6 separate regions of the Mus musculus genome follow, and all the other regions are linked to region 4. Evidence: chromatin contacts called from public HiChIP or PLAC-seq and promoter capture Hi-C data. All regions are on one chromosome and are shown on one strand. Each heading gives the region's core, a stretch centred on a gene start, on an enhancer-like site or on the middle of the called end of the contact. The rest is flanking DNA. Distances are from core to core; before and after follow the strand shown.

What was found. Promoter capture Hi-C pulls out the DNA fragments that hold promoters and counts their contacts. HiChIP or PLAC-seq counts read pairs in DNA pulled down with a chosen protein or histone mark.
Region 1: a contact with region 4 is called in a FOXA1 HiChIP or PLAC-seq map of pancreatic cancer cells. The contact joins the enhancer-like site here to the promoter of Noxa1 in region 4. A contact is called at or near these places in 5 of 39 promoter capture datasets (hippocampal neurons, liver, neural stem cells and 1 more), 1 of 115 datasets of contacts at active chromatin or transcription factors (pancreatic cancer cells) and 1 of 9 other capture datasets (adipose tissue).
Region 2: a contact with region 4 is called in a promoter capture Hi-C map of liver. The contact joins the promoter of Fbxw5 here to the promoter of Noxa1 in region 4. A contact is called at or near these places in 5 of 39 promoter capture datasets (embryonic stem cells, liver and stem cell-derived epiblast-like cells) and 2 of 9 other capture datasets (embryonic stem cells and liver).
Region 3: a contact with region 4 is called in an HNF4G HiChIP or PLAC-seq map of pancreatic cancer cells. The contact joins the promoter of Abca2 here to the promoter of Noxa1 in region 4. A contact is called at or near these places in 6 of 39 promoter capture datasets (the HPC-7 cell line, cranial neural crest, embryonic stem cells and 3 more), 1 of 115 datasets of contacts at active chromatin or transcription factors (pancreatic cancer cells) and 1 of 9 other capture datasets (pancreatic islet).
Region 5: a FOXA1 HiChIP or PLAC-seq map of pancreatic cancer cells shows a contact between it and region 4. The contact joins the enhancer-like site here to the promoter of Noxa1 in region 4. A contact is called at or near these places in 4 of 39 promoter capture datasets (the 3T3-L1 cell line, cranial neural crest and liver), 2 of 115 datasets of contacts at active chromatin or transcription factors (large pre-B cells and pancreatic cancer cells) and 2 of 9 other capture datasets (adipose tissue and liver).
Region 6: a contact with region 4 is called in a FOXA1 HiChIP or PLAC-seq map of pancreatic cancer cells. The contact joins the promoter of Clic3 here to the promoter of Noxa1 in region 4. A contact is called at or near these places in 10 of 39 promoter capture datasets (the 3T3-L1 cell line, cranial neural crest, embryonic stem cells and 6 more), 1 of 115 datasets of contacts at active chromatin or transcription factors (pancreatic cancer cells) and 1 of 9 other capture datasets (liver).

The regions. Positions count from the first base shown.
Region 1 is chr2:25,561,443-25,564,177 of GRCm38.p6, forward strand. Edf1 (endothelial differentiation-related factor 1) reads left to right here. Exons shown (of 5, transcript NM_021519.2): 5 at 409-642. The coding sequence ends at 470. Mamdc4 (MAM domain containing 4) reads right to left here. Exons shown (of 29, transcript NM_001081199.1): 27 at 2,724-2,735; 28 at 2,090-2,265; 29 at 1,673-1,927. The coding sequence ends at 1,865. Among named protein-coding and RNA genes, the nearest start is that of Edf1, 5.0 kb to the left of the region's middle. Within about 2 kb of position 1,254, at least 15 of the 459 cell types and tissues checked have an H3K27ac peak or open chromatin away from gene starts, as enhancers often do. A contact at or near this core is called in pancreatic cancer cells, where this site is marked.
Region 2 is chr2:25,499,125-25,502,202 of GRCm38.p6, forward strand. Fbxw5 (F-box and WD-40 domain protein 5) reads left to right here and starts at 1,626. Exons shown (of 9, transcript NM_013908.5): 1 at 1,626-1,762; 2 at 2,812-3,027. The coding sequence starts at 2,835. C8g (complement component 8, gamma polypeptide) reads right to left here and starts at 1,382. Exons shown (of 7, transcript NM_027062.2): 1 at 970-1,382; 2 at 715-851; 3 at 465-535; 4 at 274-381. The coding sequence starts at 1,107.
Region 3 is chr2:25,427,084-25,430,163 of GRCm38.p6, forward strand. Abca2 (ATP-binding cassette, sub-family A (ABC1), member 2) reads left to right here and starts at 1,516. Exons shown (of 49, transcript NM_001368624.1): 1 at 1,516-1,752. The coding sequence starts at 1,687.
Region 4 is chr2:25,093,789-25,096,518 of GRCm38.p6, forward strand. Noxa1 (NADPH oxidase activator 1) reads right to left here and starts at 1,417. Exons shown (of 12, transcript NM_172204.4): 1 at 960-1,417. The coding sequence starts at 1,136.
Region 5 is chr2:25,383,098-25,386,055 of GRCm38.p6, forward strand. No RefSeq gene overlaps it. Among named protein-coding and RNA genes, the nearest start is that of Entpd2, 11 kb to the right of the region's middle. Within about 2 kb of position 1,619, at least 15 of the 459 cell types and tissues checked have an H3K27ac peak or open chromatin away from gene starts, as enhancers often do. A contact at or near this core is called in pancreatic cancer cells, where this site is marked.
Region 6 is chr2:25,455,401-25,458,315 of GRCm38.p6, forward strand. Clic3 (chloride intracellular channel 3) reads left to right here and starts at 1,443. Exons shown (of 6, transcript NM_027085.3): 1 at 1,443-1,514; 2 at 2,261-2,370; 3 at 2,449-2,574; 4 at 2,715-2,821; 5 at 2,904-2,915. The coding sequence starts at 1,479. It also overlaps a transcript of Paxx not described here.

The sequences.
Region 1 (2,735 bases), core at 4-2,503, 470 kb after region 4:
TGGAACTCAACTATGTAGACGGACTGGTCTCGAGCTCATGGAGATCTGCCTGCCTCTGTCTCCTATGTGCTGGGATTAAAGGCGTGCGCCACCACGTCTGGCTTAGATTTTATTTTTTATATAGAGACTCACTGTAGCTCAGGCTGGCTGCAGACTCACATCAGCCTGCCTACCTCAGTCTCCTGAGCTCTGGGATTGCTGCTGTGAGCCACCATGCTCAGCCTGGCCCTCAGCCCTTTCTGAGATGCTTGACCCACACTCTGAGGTCAGATGTGAAAGCAGCCTTGTGTGTGTGTGTGGAGGCCCTGTGAGGAGTGGACAGTGGTGATGGAAGGCTCAAGCCGAGCAGGGAGGTTGGGTGGGTGCAGGAAGTGGCAGAGTGGTCAGCATCTCGCTGGCTCGTTTCAGGCCTCAAGCTCCGGGGGAAGGACATCGGGAAGCCTATCGAGAAGGGGCCGAAGGCGAAATGAACACAAAGCCTCGAAGCCAGTGGTTCCGGCTGAGCTCTCCTGGCTGGTCCCCCAGGACCACCAGCACTGCCGTGGGTCTCCTCACATGGTCAAACGGAACACGGGGGGTTAGGCCTGTGTGCCCCCTCAACCCATAACTGCTGTCAAACAAAGCAAACCTTGTAAAGTGATAGCCTCCTGGATTTTTCCTCCCTGCCTTCTGACGCTCAGCAGGGGTGTGAACCTGCACCTTCTGTCCGATGGACAGATGGCTGCAGAGGGAAGTTCAGGCCTGGGAGGAGTGGATGTCCTCGGCCTTTGCCTCCTGTCCATCTAAGGGCCTGTGCTCTGCTGGAGAGAAGCAGTACGTAGCATTCTGAAGTCTTCTCTCCTCACCGTTGACCACAGTTGTGGAGGGTGGAGATGAGTGTCTCCCTTCATGATACGTACCCCAGAGGGACCTCGGGAGTTTGAAAGTTCTTTCCCTGTCCGCTCAGAGAAGTGGGCATCAGTCAACCTTTGCCTGAAGATGCAGGGTGGCGCCTGGCCACGCCCCACCGCCTCCTCCCATGCAGCTGAGTTTTGGATAGGCAGGAGCCTAGCTTGAAACACATAGTATCTTTGGTGAGGACAGGTTTCCTTTGTGTAGGAAGGGATCGTCTGGATGTCCACTCTCCCTGAGGACAGCCCTCGGGGGCCCCCAGTCCTCAGTGAAGCCACATCTGAGGCATCATGTGGAGGGAGCCATTTGTGGTTCAGATGTGTCACCCTCACGTCATTAGGCCCCTGACTGGGTGTGACAGTACCAGATCTGTTCATAAAGCTTTAGTCCAAAGGCTGAAGTGCAGTTTGCCTTCTGGTGCCCTGCTTCGAAGGGGAATGGCCACACCCAGTGACCTCAGTTTCACCATCTGCAGCCCTAGGGTTGTTTATCTGGGCTGGTAACGTTTCTCCTTACCAGATCAGTTTCATGGTACCATATCCAGTTGCTTTTATACTTCCAAGACCCCCATTTGTGGGGTAGCTTTATCCTCACTGGGTACAGAACCGCCTGGTAAGTTAATGCCACGCACTCCAGTCGAGTCAGCTTGACAGGCCTGAAGCCTTAAAGCCAGCCACTATTCCTTGCTGGCATGGGTGGTGGGTTCTTAGGGTCCTATAGGCCAGCTACAATATACCCTGCCAGGTACATAATACATGTATGGAGTGCAGCCTGAATATCTGGGTTGCCCTCACTGTGTAGAGCATTTATTCTTGGTACAAGGACCCCTCTACCCTTCTCCATCACACCAGAGGGCAAAGACACCAGATAGAGAAAGAGCTGGCGAAGGTAAATATGACTCAGTCCCTACATCCAGGCCCACATGTAGACAGTCAGGTGCTTGTGAGGTTTAGATGCTGCAAGAGATGCCATGTCAGGCCAGGTCTGGAGGGCTCTGTGGGTTGCTGGTGATTGATTCTGGGAGGGTAACATGATCCTAGGAAGAAGGAAGGAATATTGGACAGCTGCTGTTGAAAGGCAGTGTGGTTCTGACAGGATGGGACATGGTGTCTCTTCCCGCGTCCTGGCCCACTACTGCTTTCCCCTCATTAAACATGGAGGCAGGATCTCCCATGTGCCCACATTTGGTGGTTCCTACCGCATTGAAGAGGATATTGGCAAAGCCAGAGGCTGCTGCATCTGTACTCCTCTGGCCGGGGCAGTGCTGCTTCTGCAGCCAATGCCAGCCCCCAAGGCCCATGAGCACCAGGAACATGAAAAAGAGGAGGGCTCCTCCAACGGCAACTGGCACAGACACGGGTGCTGCCACTTCACCTGAGGACAAAGAGGGCCATCTGAACCTCCACATAGTTCCCAGTTCTTTTGTCAGGTTCTGTTCCCAGGATTACTGTCAAGGAGTGAGCCTGGGGCTGCCTGATCCCTCCAGTGCTTGCTGGCGCCAGGATTCTTGTTGATCTGTATGCACAATTCGGCAGACCTGTTCCACCTCTTCCTCTGGACATACATGATGGTAGCCAGTGACTGCCACACCCACTGGGGTTTCTGGTGTAACCTGGCAGTTCCTTCGAGATAGTTCTTACCCAGGAGGAGACAGTAAAAGCTGATATAGCCCCTGTGTTCAGCCCGTGAGGCATAGTGGGGAGAGCACAGAACTCAGTCTTGGTTCCGCTGGTCTCCCGAGCAGGGCACAGCGTACTTCCAGCTATCTGGGCCGCCAGCCTAAGCCTGGCAGGGTCAGGGCAAGTCTGGCCATCCTGGAGTCCAGTGCTTACCCTGGCTAGGTG
Region 2 (3,078 bases), core at 376-2,875, 410 kb after region 4:
AGGCAGAGTTCCAGTGCTTTCAACATGGCAGGGAACCCAGGACACACAGCCAGGTCAGCTGTGTGTCCCTGCCCCATCCAGTTCCCACCCCATCCCATGTGTAGCTGTTCATCAAGGGTGCCTACTGCCAAGAGTATGGGGATAGAAAAGGAATGAGAAGGGGTGTGTGTCCATCTGGGGACGCCCTGTCCATCAAGGTGGACCTGGAGGATGCAGAGCACAGGTCATGTGTGAAAAGCACAGGCCATGTATGATCACAGGACTAGTCCGCACCGTATAGTTTCACAGACAGCTTCCTTCCCTGTTCCAGGTACAGGATGGCAAAGCTCTGATAGTCAGTCTCAGCAACCACCATATGCACTGGTCCACGGGCCCGTGAGACTGCGGCAGAACCACAACAGCACATCAGTCCTTTCCCCTCTGCCTCCAGCCCAGAGCCCTCTCCCTTGATGCCCCTGCCTCACCTTGGAACAAGAAGCGGCCAGGGACCCCTGTGTTCTCAAAGAGTTGGCGTACCTGCCAACATATCCCATCTCTGGGGAGGGGAAGAAGGTATGTCATAAGAGGAGGCACCCAGACTCTAGGAACCCCAACCCAGGAGAGGCCATATGGGATAGCTATCTAGGCCACAGAAGAGCTAGAGATGAGGTTTAGAGTCAGGAGGGCAGAGTAAGATGGGCTCAGGGGCTGGGATGAAGTCCTGCTGGGACTCACAGCTTTCGGAAGGTGCTGACAGCCATAGCTGCACCCTGGGGAGCTGCGTGCAATGTGGTGGCCTCAGCTCGGTGTCCCTGCTCCTGAAGAAAGCGGCACGAAGAGCCCACAGCCACCAGGAGCCATGTCCCTGCAAACTGGAAGTTGACTATGAGTGCTCAGGACTGGGGAAATGGGGCACCCTGGACCAATCCCGCCAAGCTAGGCAGGTTCTTATTGCTCTTTTACCTACCCCCACTCACTCCCAGATTTTACCTTCTGAGCACTGAAATTGACCTGGGCCTGGATAGTGCTGATGGGGGAGGTAGACCCAATAGGCTTTCGAGTCCTTTGGCCCAGCGAACTGGCTGTCAAGAGCAGGGTGAAGAACAACACAGCCCCTGGAGACAGCATGGCCAACCTGCTACGGACAGTAGGTGACAGGACAGCGAGGTGGAGGGGTGCACTGTCCTAGGTCAGAGTCCACTGTCCAGTGCCACAGGAAGCACAGTCCAGGAAGTCCACATCTGTCTTCCGATTACTGAACCCCTAACCCAAGCCAGGGTCCATCCTAGAACCTAGCCTTGATAGGAGCTGGGCATTGTGTCCCAAGTGCAAAGTTAAGAGTTGACCTCTGCACCCCTATTTCCACTTGTGGTCAGTGCTCAACCCTATGCATGCAATAACTGTCTTTAACTCCACAACCAACAAGAACGTGCTCATAAAGTCACTTGTTCAAAGCCCAGCAGCAGAGAGAGCAGAGGCAGAGTCTCGAACCGGCCCAGCTGAGCCTGGCTCAATCCTCCGTCCTTTAGGGTAGCCAGGAGTGAGTACTGTTCTGTGAGTCAGAACGCTCGGAAAGTAAGAGTTTGCGCAGGCGCATAAGAAACGCTGGCTGCTAGTCGGAGCCTGAGGCGCAGGCGCAAGACGGGGAAGGGGGGGGGGGGGGAACGGTCCATCGATGCCTCGGGGCTCTCAGCGTCGAGCCTGGCGCCTCCATAAAGACGTGGAGGTGGAGACTAGAGCGGCGGCGGAAGCCGGGCGCAGCGCAGCGGGCAGAGGCACCGCGGTGAGTCCCGGCTTTGGCCCCGCCGTGCTCACTCACCTGTGTCATCTGCCCTGTCCCCAGTCACCAGCCTTGTGCCCCATTACTCCCAGTCCTGCATTCACCAGCCTTCTGCCACCTTCGGTGTCCCTTGTCCCCGATCGTGGCCTTCGTTTATTTTCTCGGGCCTGGTCCCGGTCATGGGCCTCGCTCTGCCTTGTCCTACTTTAACTGGCTTTTGTCACCTTCACGGGCTTTGTTCACTGTCACCATATTTTTTTCCTGCAATGTCTACACTTGTACAGCCTTTGGTGGCCTTATCTGGCCAGTGATGGCCTTGGCAGGTTGACGTCGTCCCAATCCACCCTCCGGTGTTCAGTGGGTGAATGAAGGAGCTGCTGCCCACTCTAGCTAAGCAGCAAAGCGTGGTCCCTGATGTCTCCTCTGACATTCAGAAACCCCAATCACTCTTAACCACCCTCCTGGCCAGGCTGTCTCCTGAGTCCAGAACGACATATGCCACTGGCTAGCAGGAACCCCTTCTCAGAAGAAAGTCAGCCTTGGCCTGAAGTCCTATAGCAGCAAGGTCAAAGACAGGGTGGGCTGCTAAACCTTGGACCTGCCAGTTTGAGCAGCCCAGACCTGTTTGCTTGTCTTGTGCTCACCTGCCTCCCTGTGCCCTGTAGCATTGGGGAAGGCATCAAAGGCCCCCACCTGGAAAGTGGGGCTGCCCCCCACTTCGCAGGTTCTACCTGGCCTAGTAGTACTCAGGGGCTTGCTGTCTGGTCCAGCAAGTCCTTTGGTGTCCTGGAGAATGTAAGGTGGTGCAACGTTACTGCCTGGGTCCTTCAAGAAGTGTTGGGTCTGTGGTGGGGCAGTGCTACTTGTACACACAAAGAGAGATGCACACATCCCTCCCCTCCCCCCGCACATGCTCAGTGCAGTGGAATTCTCCGGTGGGCAGTTGGTGGGGCTAGCTAGGACTGCCATGTCTGGAACCCCAGACTATCAGTCTCTCCCTGGGGTTGGCGATGAGGAGGCTTGGGTTCAGAGCCGCCACTGGTGGGTTTCAGGACCGTCTGGGCAGAATGTCACGATGGATGAGGGGGGCCTGCCCCTGCTCCCCGACAGCCTTGTCTACCAGATCTTCCTGAGTTTGGGCCCTGCAGATGTGCTGGCTGCTGGGCTGGTATGCCGCCAATGGCAGGCTGTGTCCCGGGATGAGTTCTTATGGAAGGAGCAATTCTACCGCTACTACCAGGTGGCTCGAGATGTGCCCCGCCACCCAGGTCAGTACACACACCCCTAAACCTGCTGGCTCAGGGCAGGGGCTCATGGCC
Region 3 (3,080 bases), core at 266-2,765, 330 kb after region 4:
CAGGACCACAGCTAGTGGCTCTCTGCTGCCCCCTGCCTGCCATATTGGAGAAAATAGTCCTGTGACAGTATCAATAGGCCCACATTCAAACACTTCTAAGGACCCACCAAAGGCCAGGCTCTAAGAGCAGAAAGATGCTAGGCTTACATGAATATGGAGTAGGTGGGGAGGTGGGTGGTGTTGGGGTAGCAAGTAAACCTCTTATATAAGGGACAACCTGTCTTCTCAGTCACCCCTGCTTTCCAGCCCCTTTTGTGCAGTCTGGCTAGAGCAGGGAGGCCTGATCTGGTAGTCACAATGGATGACTGTGGTAAATTTTCACAGTTGTGATGTCTCAGCATCATTTTGAATATAAACCTAACTTTCTCAGGTCAGAATTAGGGCTCTCTGACCTGTAGCAGTTTCCGGTTATGCACACCCAGCCCTTCACGTGGTGTGTCTAGCTCTTCATACCTGGTAAGCATTTCTGCTGCCCTGCCCGCTGGGCATCTGCCTCACCTGCATGGAAATCGCAGGTGGACTGCAGTGACCCCAGGCATATGCACCTTACGTGTTCTAAATTCAGTTAAAACTATGTAAGAAATGTGTTTGGATGATACCCTGGACCTCAAAACAGCTGTCTCCACCTGCAGAGAGAGAGAGAGAGAGAGAGAGAGAGAGAGAGAGAGAGTATTTTGGACAGGGTCTCATGTTGCGCAGGCTAGCTTTGAATTCTCTATATAACCAAGGATGACCTTGAATACTTCATCCCTTCTGCCTCTGCCTTTTTGATGCTGGGATTACACGTGCGTGGTTGCTCTCTATTATTTATTTTATTGAGATATGGTCTCTCTATGTAGACCAGTGTGGACTTGAACTCACAAAGATCTGCTTTTCTCTGCCTCCCTGAGCTGAGCGCTGGGTTAAAGGTAAATCTGCCATGACCTGCTGTTGCTCTGCATTTTGATAATCTAGGTAAACGCCATTTCATCAGCAGGTGGTGGCTCGTCTATGAGGAACACAGAATGCTTTTGTGAAGGTGGTCGAACTACCGCAGTCCCTCTCATCAGGCTCCTCTTTAAAATATCTAAGTCACATCGTGTTGTTGCACCTCAAGCCGCGATGGGATTCTCCTAACGGACCAATGTCTCTCCTCTAAATGAGTGACTGACCCTGCTTCCTGTCTCTACAAGTGAGGAGGGTCAATCTAATGGTGACCAAGCCTCCTTCAGTTTTCCAAACAGGACAGTAAACACCTTGGGTACCCCTCTGCGTAAATCTCTCAATTGGAGACTCATATTTGGAATCTCCTGGGAGAAGCATAGGGTACCTGCGTTCTCCCTAGACCTCGGAAAGGTGCGAGCCGGGATCTTGGTTTAGATGGGGGCTGTGAGGGATCTTGGAAACACTGCATTATGGGTCCAGTGAGCAGCGAGGCCTAGTGCTGTGCGCAGGTGCAGGCGGGCGCGGGCGCCCCCTGGCGGCTACCCGGGCGCAGAGACGCCTTTAAGTGGGGGCGACGGGCGCGGGCGCGACGAGTCTCTGTAGCTGCGGCCGCCGGGGCGGAGCCTGCGAGCAGCAGGTCCTGGACTCTCGAGCGCCCCGCCCCCGCGCGGGCGATGCCGAGCGGCGCGGCCGGCAGCGGGGCCCGGCGGGGCGCGCAGAGGACAGGGCCGCGGCGCTGAAGCGGCGGAGCGCGGCCCGGCCATGGGCTTCCTGCACCAGCTGCAGCTGCTGCTCTGGAAGAACGTGACGCTGAAGCGCCGGAGCCCGGTGAGCGAGCCGCGCCCGCCCTTAGGGGCTCGCAGGCCGCGCGCCCAATTTGCCGGTGCGCTCTCCGCGTGCACGTGCAGTGTCCAGGCGCGCGCAGACCCCGGGAGGGCGCCACCGGAGACCCTGTTCGGGGCCGGACGATTCCGCGGGCTTCCGGGCCTCCGGCAGTGGGTTCGGCTGTGCCCTGGTCCGCTGACACTCGCAGCGCACGGCTGAGTCACGGGCCGGCGCCCTCCGCAGCGCTTTCTGGCAGGCTGGGGTGGGGGCAGGTGGTCCCTGGACTTCAGCTAGAGCTAGGTGCAGGTTCCTGGTCCAGAGCGCTAGCTGGGACACACCATTCAGCTTAGGGACTCAGAGCCCTGGTCCCATCATCTCTGGGGCCCCCATAGGAACCTGTCTTTTCATTCCCTTTACTGGTACTCTGCCCTTGGGCAAGCACCTTAGGCTGAAGCTGGTACCAAACAGCCTTCGCCGCCGCTGCTACCGCCCTCCTCCTCTTCCTCCTCCTCCTCCTCTTCCTCCACCACTACCACCACCACCACCACCACCACCTTCTCCTCCCTTCATCTCCTTTCCTAACCCATCCTGGCAAGTCACAACCCTTACTCCTGCTTTCTCATCCCTGGGAATGTCCTTGTTGTGTGGACTCAACCTGTTAAATCCCAGCACCCTTTGGGGCCAGTTTCTCCTGAGGCTGCTCCTCTGATTTCTCCTGCCTTGGGCCTCTCTTGGGGCTGGGTTCTGCTGAGCTTCTTAGTACCTGTCTAGGCCAGGCAGGGTATAAAGAGTGTTGGGGTACGAGTCCTGTGTGAGGAGCAGGATGCCAGGCACGGATGGCGTTTGCAGTGTTGGTTTTCATCCCAGTCCCTGGAAGAGCAAGGGCATCCAGAGAGTCCTGGGCCAGCAAGAGTGTCCGAGGGCCCTTGGGATTTTCCAGGATGGAGACAAGAGAGTGCAGGACCTAAAAGAAGGGCCTTAACCAGCTCATACCCAGGGACCCCTTGGGCAGCAACACTCCACCTATGTTCTTTGAGTACTTTAGATTCATAATAAGAAACTCTGGTCTGTAGGCAGGGTGGGTAGCAGTCATCACCACAGCCTGGCAGAATTCCCGTGGGCACCTGGCCCTGGCTGATTGCCAGGACTGGGTACATTCTCTGTTCTGGTTGGCTGGTGTGGGGTCTGAAGGGGCAGCCCTGTGACTATAGCTTTTGAGTCCCTGGGAAGAAGGGACACAGAGTGTATGTAGGCATGCCTTAGTGCTAGCTAGCCCAAAGTTGCTTATCAGGAACACCCCTCAGGGCTTGGGAATAGAGGCCACAACATAG
Region 4 (2,730 bases), core at 167-2,666:
ACAGATAAATATGTAAGACGTAATAGAAGAGAGCTGGCAAGATGGCTCAGTGGGTAAGGATACTTGCCACCATGCCTAATGACCTGCGTTTGATCACTAGGTTCCACATGGGAAAGAGAAAACTGACTCCCACAAGTTTCCTCCTGATTTATACACACATGTAAATAAATAAATAATTAAGGCTTCCAGAAAGAAATAATAAAGAGACCATCTCCACACAGCCCAGGTTTCTGCTCTCACCCTTGGTCTTGGGTGTCTTTGCTTTCCATCTGTGGTGTCCAGGTAGGTCTGCGTTGTAGGCAGAGTGCTGAGGGCTTCTATCATACACCCAGGAATGGTGAACATGAAGGGGGGATGCCCTGATGCTCACTCTACAGTGTGCTCCCCTGAGTAGGTCTGCTTTGAGAAGCAGGTGGAGATTCATGTGAGTGCTCACTCAGAACCGGAATGACAGACTGTGTGCCACCATCCCATCACAAGCATCTGCTGAAATGCACACTATCAGAGGACGTGCAGAGCCCCTGACTGCTCTGACCCAGCCACCAGCCTGCCTTCGGGTATGCTCCTTCCTCAGTCCTGAGCACCAGAGAGCCTGGGCAGGCCAGGTCTGGTACAGTTGCCGCATTTGGCTTATATGGCTATAGAGACTGAAGGCGCCCTGCTTCCCATTCTGGTCTCAACAAAAAGAGGGGTCTTCTAACCACAAAGCTCCAACCTGCCTCAGGCAGGCACTAAGAGAGGACATTAGTTGAACAATCTCTACGTAAATGACAGGGTAAAGGGCAGGGATTCCTCCCCTTCTTCTATGTTGACTATAAGGTGCGGAAGAGCGTCTTTTTCCAGGATGCCCATTGGAAGATAAGGTTTTATGTTCGCAGTCACATCTTCATCTGCATTCCCCTAAAGCCTCCACCAGGGATGTGAGAGGGGAATCTGTTATCCAGTCCTGGGGTGCTTACCCGCAGCGCAGCCTCGGGATCCCCTGCCATCAGATGCACACAGCCCCTGTTAAAGTACATCCTAGCCAGCGGCTCTCGGACATCTGAGAAGAAGCACAGCGCAGAGTCCCAGTCTTCGCGTGCCACGGCCAGCACACCCCGGTGCCAGTCCCGTATCTGATCCCCTAGAGAGCTCATGGAGCGGGGACGCCTGCTTTGAGGCGAAGGAAGTTAGCGATTCTAGCTGGAGCGCGTGGGACAGGAGGAGGGTGCCCCACAGAAGCTGGGAGGCCGTAGGCCAGGGCCAAGGGGACCGGGACAGCAATGAGAAGCAGCTGGTAGCAAGACAACTGGAGTTGTGACAGTCGGTCCTTGAAACTGAGTAGATGGCCCAAGGCTTAGGCCCCTCTCTCACGCCCCGCCTAGAACTACTTAAACAAGTCCCTAGCACTGAGGAGAGGGTCTATGATCACATAGCCACACCCCTGCATTCGTCAGGCCTATCTGTCCACTCCCTGGCTTAGCTCAACGCCAATGAAACCACGGTTATCTCAATATGGACACGCCTTCTCCACCTCCTAGTTCTTGCCAGGAAGCAGGTGTGAGCACGCCCCTTACTCAAGCCAAGCCCACACCATCTTTTTTCTGGCAAGTTCAGAACTTCAGTGTGCCCTAGATGGGCCCCCGACGTCTATTATGCAAAACTGCAGAGTGTTTGGGGAAACCCCGGGGAAAGTGCTGCACGACCGGGCCAAGGTTCCGGGGTCAGTATGGACGGTGCATTGCAGAGCTGCTTGCTCAGAGGTCAGCGTGGTCAGGCAAGTGGGCGGCCTAAAGGAGAAACAATCTAAAGGCTGGTAGAGCTCGACCTCCAGACCCGCCTCTTCAGAAGTGACCGGGTGGGCTTGGAGACTCTGGAGCAACAAGATGGGCCGGACTGGATGCCATGTGGCTAGGCCTTAGAAGCCGGATTGGGGCCTCGGAGTCAGGTGTATCGGTCGGTGGTGGGGCAGCCCGCGAGGGCTTTCTCCACTAGTGGGCGCTGGCCTGGCTGCTACTCTCCCTTGCGAGTGTGGCCATTGGGACTGAGTCTTCTACACTGCTCTCCAGGTGGATCACAGCTATCCAGAAAAACTAGCGGTTGGACAGGGATTGTGTCTTGTATAGACAGGTGGGGCAGCCCAATGTAGACTCTGCAGGACACCCAGAAGTTGATGTCCACCTTCATAATCTTGCTCGAATAAGGCCCATCCACAGTATGGGAGTCATGTGCCTTCCCCAAACTGCTGATACCAACATTAATCTCTACTGAAGTTTTCTCCCTGACATTTGGGGCACCATGGCTTGGCAGGGTTGACACATGAAATAACACCACAACACCCAATCCAAGTAGCTAGGCTCAGCTGTATCGTGGGCTCATTACCCTTCCTTGCCTGGTTGTTGATCCCCTGTACTCAGAGTCACAGCTGATTCTCCTTCCTGTGTGACGCAGGACAGCTAACTTTTCATTCCTCCATACGTGTAACAATGGCAGCAATCAATTCTGTCCTACGAAGGCTTTTCTGAGAGCTGAATGAGATCTCATAGTGTCAGCAAACAGTTGGTGCTCAGCAGTGCTTGTCATCCTGAGTTCCCAGGGGCTGTGTCCCTTGGCATTTCTCTATGGGCTGAGTTTCCCTAAACTGCTGCCTGGAGTACGTGGATGTTGCTAACCTGACTTCTTTAAGTCCTAGTGCAGCCATTCTGCCCCAATACCCAGATCTTGTATTGTCTCCGTGCAGGCTGGTCACTT
Region 5 (2,958 bases), core at 369-2,868, 290 kb after region 4:
CGGGCGTGGTGGCACACGCCTTTAATCTCAGCACTCCGGAGGCAGAGGCAGAGGCAGGCAGATTTCTGAGTTCGAGGCCAGCCTGGTCTACAAAGTGAGTTCCAGGACAGCCAGGGCTATACAGAAAAACCTTGTCTGGAAAACAAAAACAAAACAAGGAGCGATTCTCTAGGACGATAACTTGGAATCTCTCTTGGGGCATTCAGTGGGCATAGCTGTCCCTCCAAGGAGGATGCGCAGACAGACAGACACTTGTGCTCGGGAAGAAGTGAGCCACACAAAAGCCCTGACTGAGACTAGCAAAACCAAAGCACCCTGGTCAGGTGGCACACTGGTCAGGTGGCACGCTGGTGAGGAAGCAGAGCAGCTCTGTCATTCACACGCAGCTGTGCACGTGGCGTCACTTTTCAGAAATCCTCAGTTCCCAGAGCCAGCTGCAACCATGCAGAATAGTTTGGTAATTGCTTTAAAGACTAAAATTCAGCTCCGTGGTTGAGGGTATTTTTTTTTGTGCAAGCCTGCTGACCTGATTCTTGCTTGCTTCTCACACCGAACTGCCTTAGCTTCAACACCAGAACCTGTGTAAGGTGTAAAAGAACCAATTTCACCAAGTTGTCCTCTGACCTCCACAAATGCACTGTGGCACACGTGTACCCTGTTATATATATACACACAATTAATAATAATAGTAATAGTAATAAAGTAATTTAAATGAAAAATAAACTCACTAAACTTCATATTCTATATATGATGGTTTTAATTGCTTGTCAACTTGACTATATTAGGGTATCCAGTTATTTGGTCAAATACTGCTTTAATATTAATACCAAATTAATATTTAAATCAGTGGACTCTAGGTAAAGCACAGTGTCCTCTATCACATGAGTGAGTGACTGTCATCTACTAGGACCATGGTCTTAAAAGATAAGACTCCCAGAGGGGAACAAGCCTTGCTTCTAGATGGCCTCTGAGCTCAAAGTTGCAACATTATGTTGTCCAGCTGTAGACCTGCTTTGAGGAGGTTACATTTGTAGCCTCTCTCTGCCTTTGTGAGCTTCTGACAAATAGTTTCCTCCATAAGGTGGTCTGGCTGTTCTGGAGAGTGTCTCCTTGTTGTTGGGGGTTTTGTTTTGTTGTTTGTTTGGTTTGGTTTGGTTTGGTTGGTTTTTGAGATTGGGTTTCTCTTTGTAGCCCTGGCTGTCTTGTAACTAACTAACTTACTTTGTAGACCAGGATGGCCTTGAACTCAGAGATCTGACTCCAGATTTCTGGGACTAAAGGCATTTGCTATCTTGCCCTGGTTGCCCACAGCCCAATCTTAATGAAGGTATTTTCTCAATAGAAGTTTCCTCTTCTCAGTTGACTATAGTTAGTGTCACGTTGACCTAAATCTATCCATCACAGTATTGGTTACTGTTATATGCATTACTCCATTTATGCAACCATCATGAAATAACATGGTTAGACATAAAGGGATCAGGAGTTAAGAGCAAGAGATGGCCTGGGCTTAGCTAGAAAGGTTGGTGAGAGAGGCCTTTTAGTCACGGGGTGGTTGACTGTCACAGTGAGGCAGGCAATATTTACACAAGGCTGTCCTGTGATAAGAGCTGTGCACGCACTTGTCATGACTGGTGACAAACAAGCTCCTTAGTCTCTTGGTCACTCTTGTCCTCTAGTTGCATGAGATACCGGCACCAGTGAGGCATCAGAGGGCCAAGAGGCATTGTCTCTGGAACCCATGCGTACGGGATCATTTAAAAATGAAAGAGGGGACCTGGAGAGATGGCTCAGCAGTTAAGAGCACTAGCAACTTCCAAAGAACCACATGGTGGCTCACAACTGTCCAGAACAGCAATCTCAAGGGCTCCAAAAGCCCTCTAGCCTCCTTAGGCACCAGGCAAGTAACAATCCATTTCAAAAGGATAACTTCTTGGCTGGAGAGATGGCTCAGTGGTTAAGAGCACTGGCTGCTCTTCCAGAGGTCCTGAGTTCAATTCTCAGCAACCACATGGTGGCTCACAACTGTCTGTAATGGGATCCGATGCCCTCTTCTGGTGTGTCTAAAGACAGCTACAGTGTACTCATATACATAAAAAAAAATAAATCTTTTAAAAAAGAGGATAATTTCTTAAAAATATAAAATCAATGTTCAAGAAGAAATTGAGCACCGATCTAGCCATATAACCACCAAAGAAACTGAAAGGTTAAATTATTATTTAATAATAAACTATTATTTAGTAGTTAAAATATTATGCCAAGAAAATGTCAGGCCTGCACATGTTTTTACTGGTGATCATGCCATAAATCCAAGTACTAGAGATCCCAATACTAAGCACACTTTTCCCAGAAAGTAACTGTAAGAAGTTAGCCTAATGCTGATAAAAACCAAACAGGGTTTTCTTCTTCTGCGAGGAAAGAAAGCACATGTCCCTGTCCCGTAGCCACTCCGACCACATTCAACTTTGATTAGTCATGAAGAACACAAGGCTGTTCTAATATTTTTTTCCAGTGAATTACATTAATGATTGACAAAGAAAATCCACTGCTGCCTCAAAACATGCATGAAAACATAAAGTCAAACTCAGAGCCTGGTACCCACATGATGGTGGGCAGAGAGAGGCAACTCCAGAGAGCTGGCTCTGAGGCACGCACATTAACAAATGAATAAATGTGAAAATAAATGAGCTAGTAGACAATTCAAAGATATGATGTGGAGGAAATTCAAATATATATGTATGTCAAGGTGCAAGAAACCCCCTGAACAGGCTGTGTGTTGAATGGTTCCCTCCACCATTGTGCAAAAGGCAAAACTATGGAAACAGGAAGAAGGTCATGGGTGCTGGGGCCTCACACGGTGCCAGCAGTTGGAACCCAGGGAGTCTTTAAGGAGCTGAGACTGCTCATGTATGAGACAGAGTCAATGGACCCATGTCACTGTACGGGTGTGCAAGCACACAC
Region 6 (2,915 bases), core at 193-2,692, 360 kb after region 4:
GATGGCTCCTACTACGCACAGACTGACACAGGACATGTCCACAGCTCCCCTGAAGCAAGGAAGAGCCAGCTGGCGTCACTCTGACTTGTTTCTTTCTTGCTAAGCCATGCTCATGTTGTATGTCCACTTCATCCCTTCCTTGTGGATTTGTAAGGTCAGCTTTGCAAAAATATATAAATTCGGTGTGTCTGGTGACCACTGGCAGTTGGGAAAGGCTTCAGGGCTGCCCCACAGTGATGATTTGTCATCTGCAAAGGACAGAAAACCACAAAACAGAAAGCTGACCATGTCAGTAAGAAGCCAAAATAAAACTGGCTCTAGGAGTCAAGAGTCGGATAGAGGAGGAACCAAGCCTCCAACACAAATCCAGGTTCCAAGGATATCAGAGCTGTGTTTCACTTCAACTCTGGCTGAGGTCAGGGAAATGACAAGGCAGGGCTAAGGAGGAGGGAAGCCTGGCACAGCTGAGGCCCTGACTAGGAGTCAGGCACGTGAGCAGGTGAGTGGGCAGGTATGGAGCCACCTTGGCTGCACGGTGTAGCCTGGAAGGCACCAGCCTACCAGAGACAGGAAAGCAATCCCTAGGTCCTGGTCTTAGCCAGTGGGCAGTGCTGGTCCTCTGTGAGCACAGGTTCTAAAGAACAGCTCTCCTAGATGGCTGCTGCTGTGAAACGCAGGCCGAGATACAAAGAATGCCAAAGGCACTCCCACTGTGAAGCCCAGTGGGCTTGGGAAGGCCCAATGGCAGATTTGTGCCTGGTAGGGTCAGACCATACTGGCCCTTTCCTTCCTGCTGGGGACCTCATCCCCATTTCAGCCACTAGGTAGTAGTTTCTAACCCTTCCTGGTGCCAACTGAAGGTCAAGGTTAAGAGTAAGAAAGCTGCTCTGAGCCTGTGTGGACAGGATGGGGGCACGGAGTCCACTGCTCAGATGGGTTAAACACCAAAACCAGGCTTATCAGCCTGCCGGCCGCGAACATGTTTGGAATGCGGGTCCGCCCTACCTGACTGGGTTTTGTCAGAGGGAGGGGGCATCTCCCTCGGCTTGTCACACAGACAGGTAAACTGAGGCATTTCCCACTCATTCCCACCCCCTGGCTGGCTTTCTGGGATAAGGACTTGACAATGGAGAATGAGCCGCAGAAGGCTGTGAGGCAACTCCTGAGCTGAGATCAACCCAGTGTGCGTTCACCACACTAGCTCCCCTCACAACCACACTGAGGCTTCAGTGTTTTGCTGTGAGCCAACTTCCCATACTCACACCTGGCCCTGAGACTCAGGCCTCCTGTGGTCACTGGTAGCACGGACACTCTGGTCTTATACAGGCTCTGCTCTGGAAACCTGTCTGTTGCCTAGGTGGCTCCTTGGGGCGGGCCCACTGCCTGGGGAGGGTGGGGCATCAGAGAGACTTAAAGAGCTCCCAAGGCACACCCTGTGCCCTGGGCTGCTGCTGCCGCCGGATGCCTCGGCTCCCACCATGGCTGAAACCACCAAGCTCCAGCTCTTTGTGAAGGTTCTGGGCAGGCTGGGCTGGAAGAGGAGCTGGGCTTTTTTCTTCTTGTTGTTTGGGAGGAGGGGTGGGTCTTCCTAATGGTGCCCAAGTCCCTATCCCTGTGGTGGGTTTGAGTTGCCCCACACAGGGCTGAGGAGAGCCAGGCATCCTGGGTGAGGAGCTACCATAAGGAGGATCAGAGAGCCTGGGTCCCGCTCTTCACTTTGGCTCGTGGACCTGGCCCAGCTCTGGGAGAAAGCTTCTTAGTGAGGAGATAGATGTCAGTCTGGTAGCTGGCACCTGGCATTTAGTAGAGATTCAGGGTCATGTGCCAGACTGGGGGCTTGCCAGAGATGGCCCTTTTAGCTATCAGGCCAGTGCTCAGATCTGAGTGGGAGCAGGTCCTGGCCTCCTCTTTGGTCTCTTCCCTCCCTTCCCTGAGCTGTTAGCCTCAATACCCAGTTGTGTGGGTTAATCACTAGAGGATGAATCTCTGGCCTGCCCCACCCTGCAGCCAGTCTCTGTGACTGGAACCCTCTGGCAGGACCCCAAGCCTAGGCCTCTAAGCTCCCAACTTCTTTTGTCCTCCCCATTCCAGCGATCAGTTCAAGGGCCCTCACTAGACACTTGTAGATGCCATGCTCAACCAGGCCAGAGCCCTAGCCTGCCTCCAGAGCCAATGGCAGTGGGAGGCAGAGCTCCACCCAGCCAGGTGTCAGGATTCCTGGGTCTGCTCAGAGCCTGACACCTCTGTTCCACCCACCCAGGCCAGTGAGGATGGCGAGAGCGTAGGACACTGCCCTTCCTGTCAGCGGCTCTTCATGGTCCTACTCCTCAAGGGTGTGCCCTTCACACTCACCACAGTGGACACTCGAAGGTGAGACACCACCCTGGACCCTTCCCTGGCCTCTGCCCACCTCGGGCCAGCCACCTCCCTTCTGCCTGGTGTTCACAGGGCATTGGATGTGCTGAAGGACTTCGCACCAGGCTCACAGCTGCCCATCCTGCTGTACGATGGGGATGTCAAGACAGACACACTGCAGATCGAGGAGTTTCTGGAGGAGACGTTGGGGCCACCTGAGTGAGCATCTGATGGGGTGGGCAGGAGGGCAAAGATGGGACCTCCTTGGGGGACACCTGGGAGAGTGCCTAGGAAGGGTGCTTTGAGGCACAGTGTACTTGAGGGTCTGACTGGAATTCTCAAACTATTCACACCTATAGCTTCCCTAGCCTGGCACCCAGGTACAGGGAGTCCAACACAGCGGGCAATGACATCTTCCACAAGTTCTCTGCCTTCATCAAGAACCCAGTGCCTACACAGGACAATGGTGAGACACAGGCCAGCAGGTCCAGGCAGGAGGGCTAACCCAAGGTCAAGACAGAGTCCTCATGGTTATCATTGCCCCCAAGCCCTGTATCAGC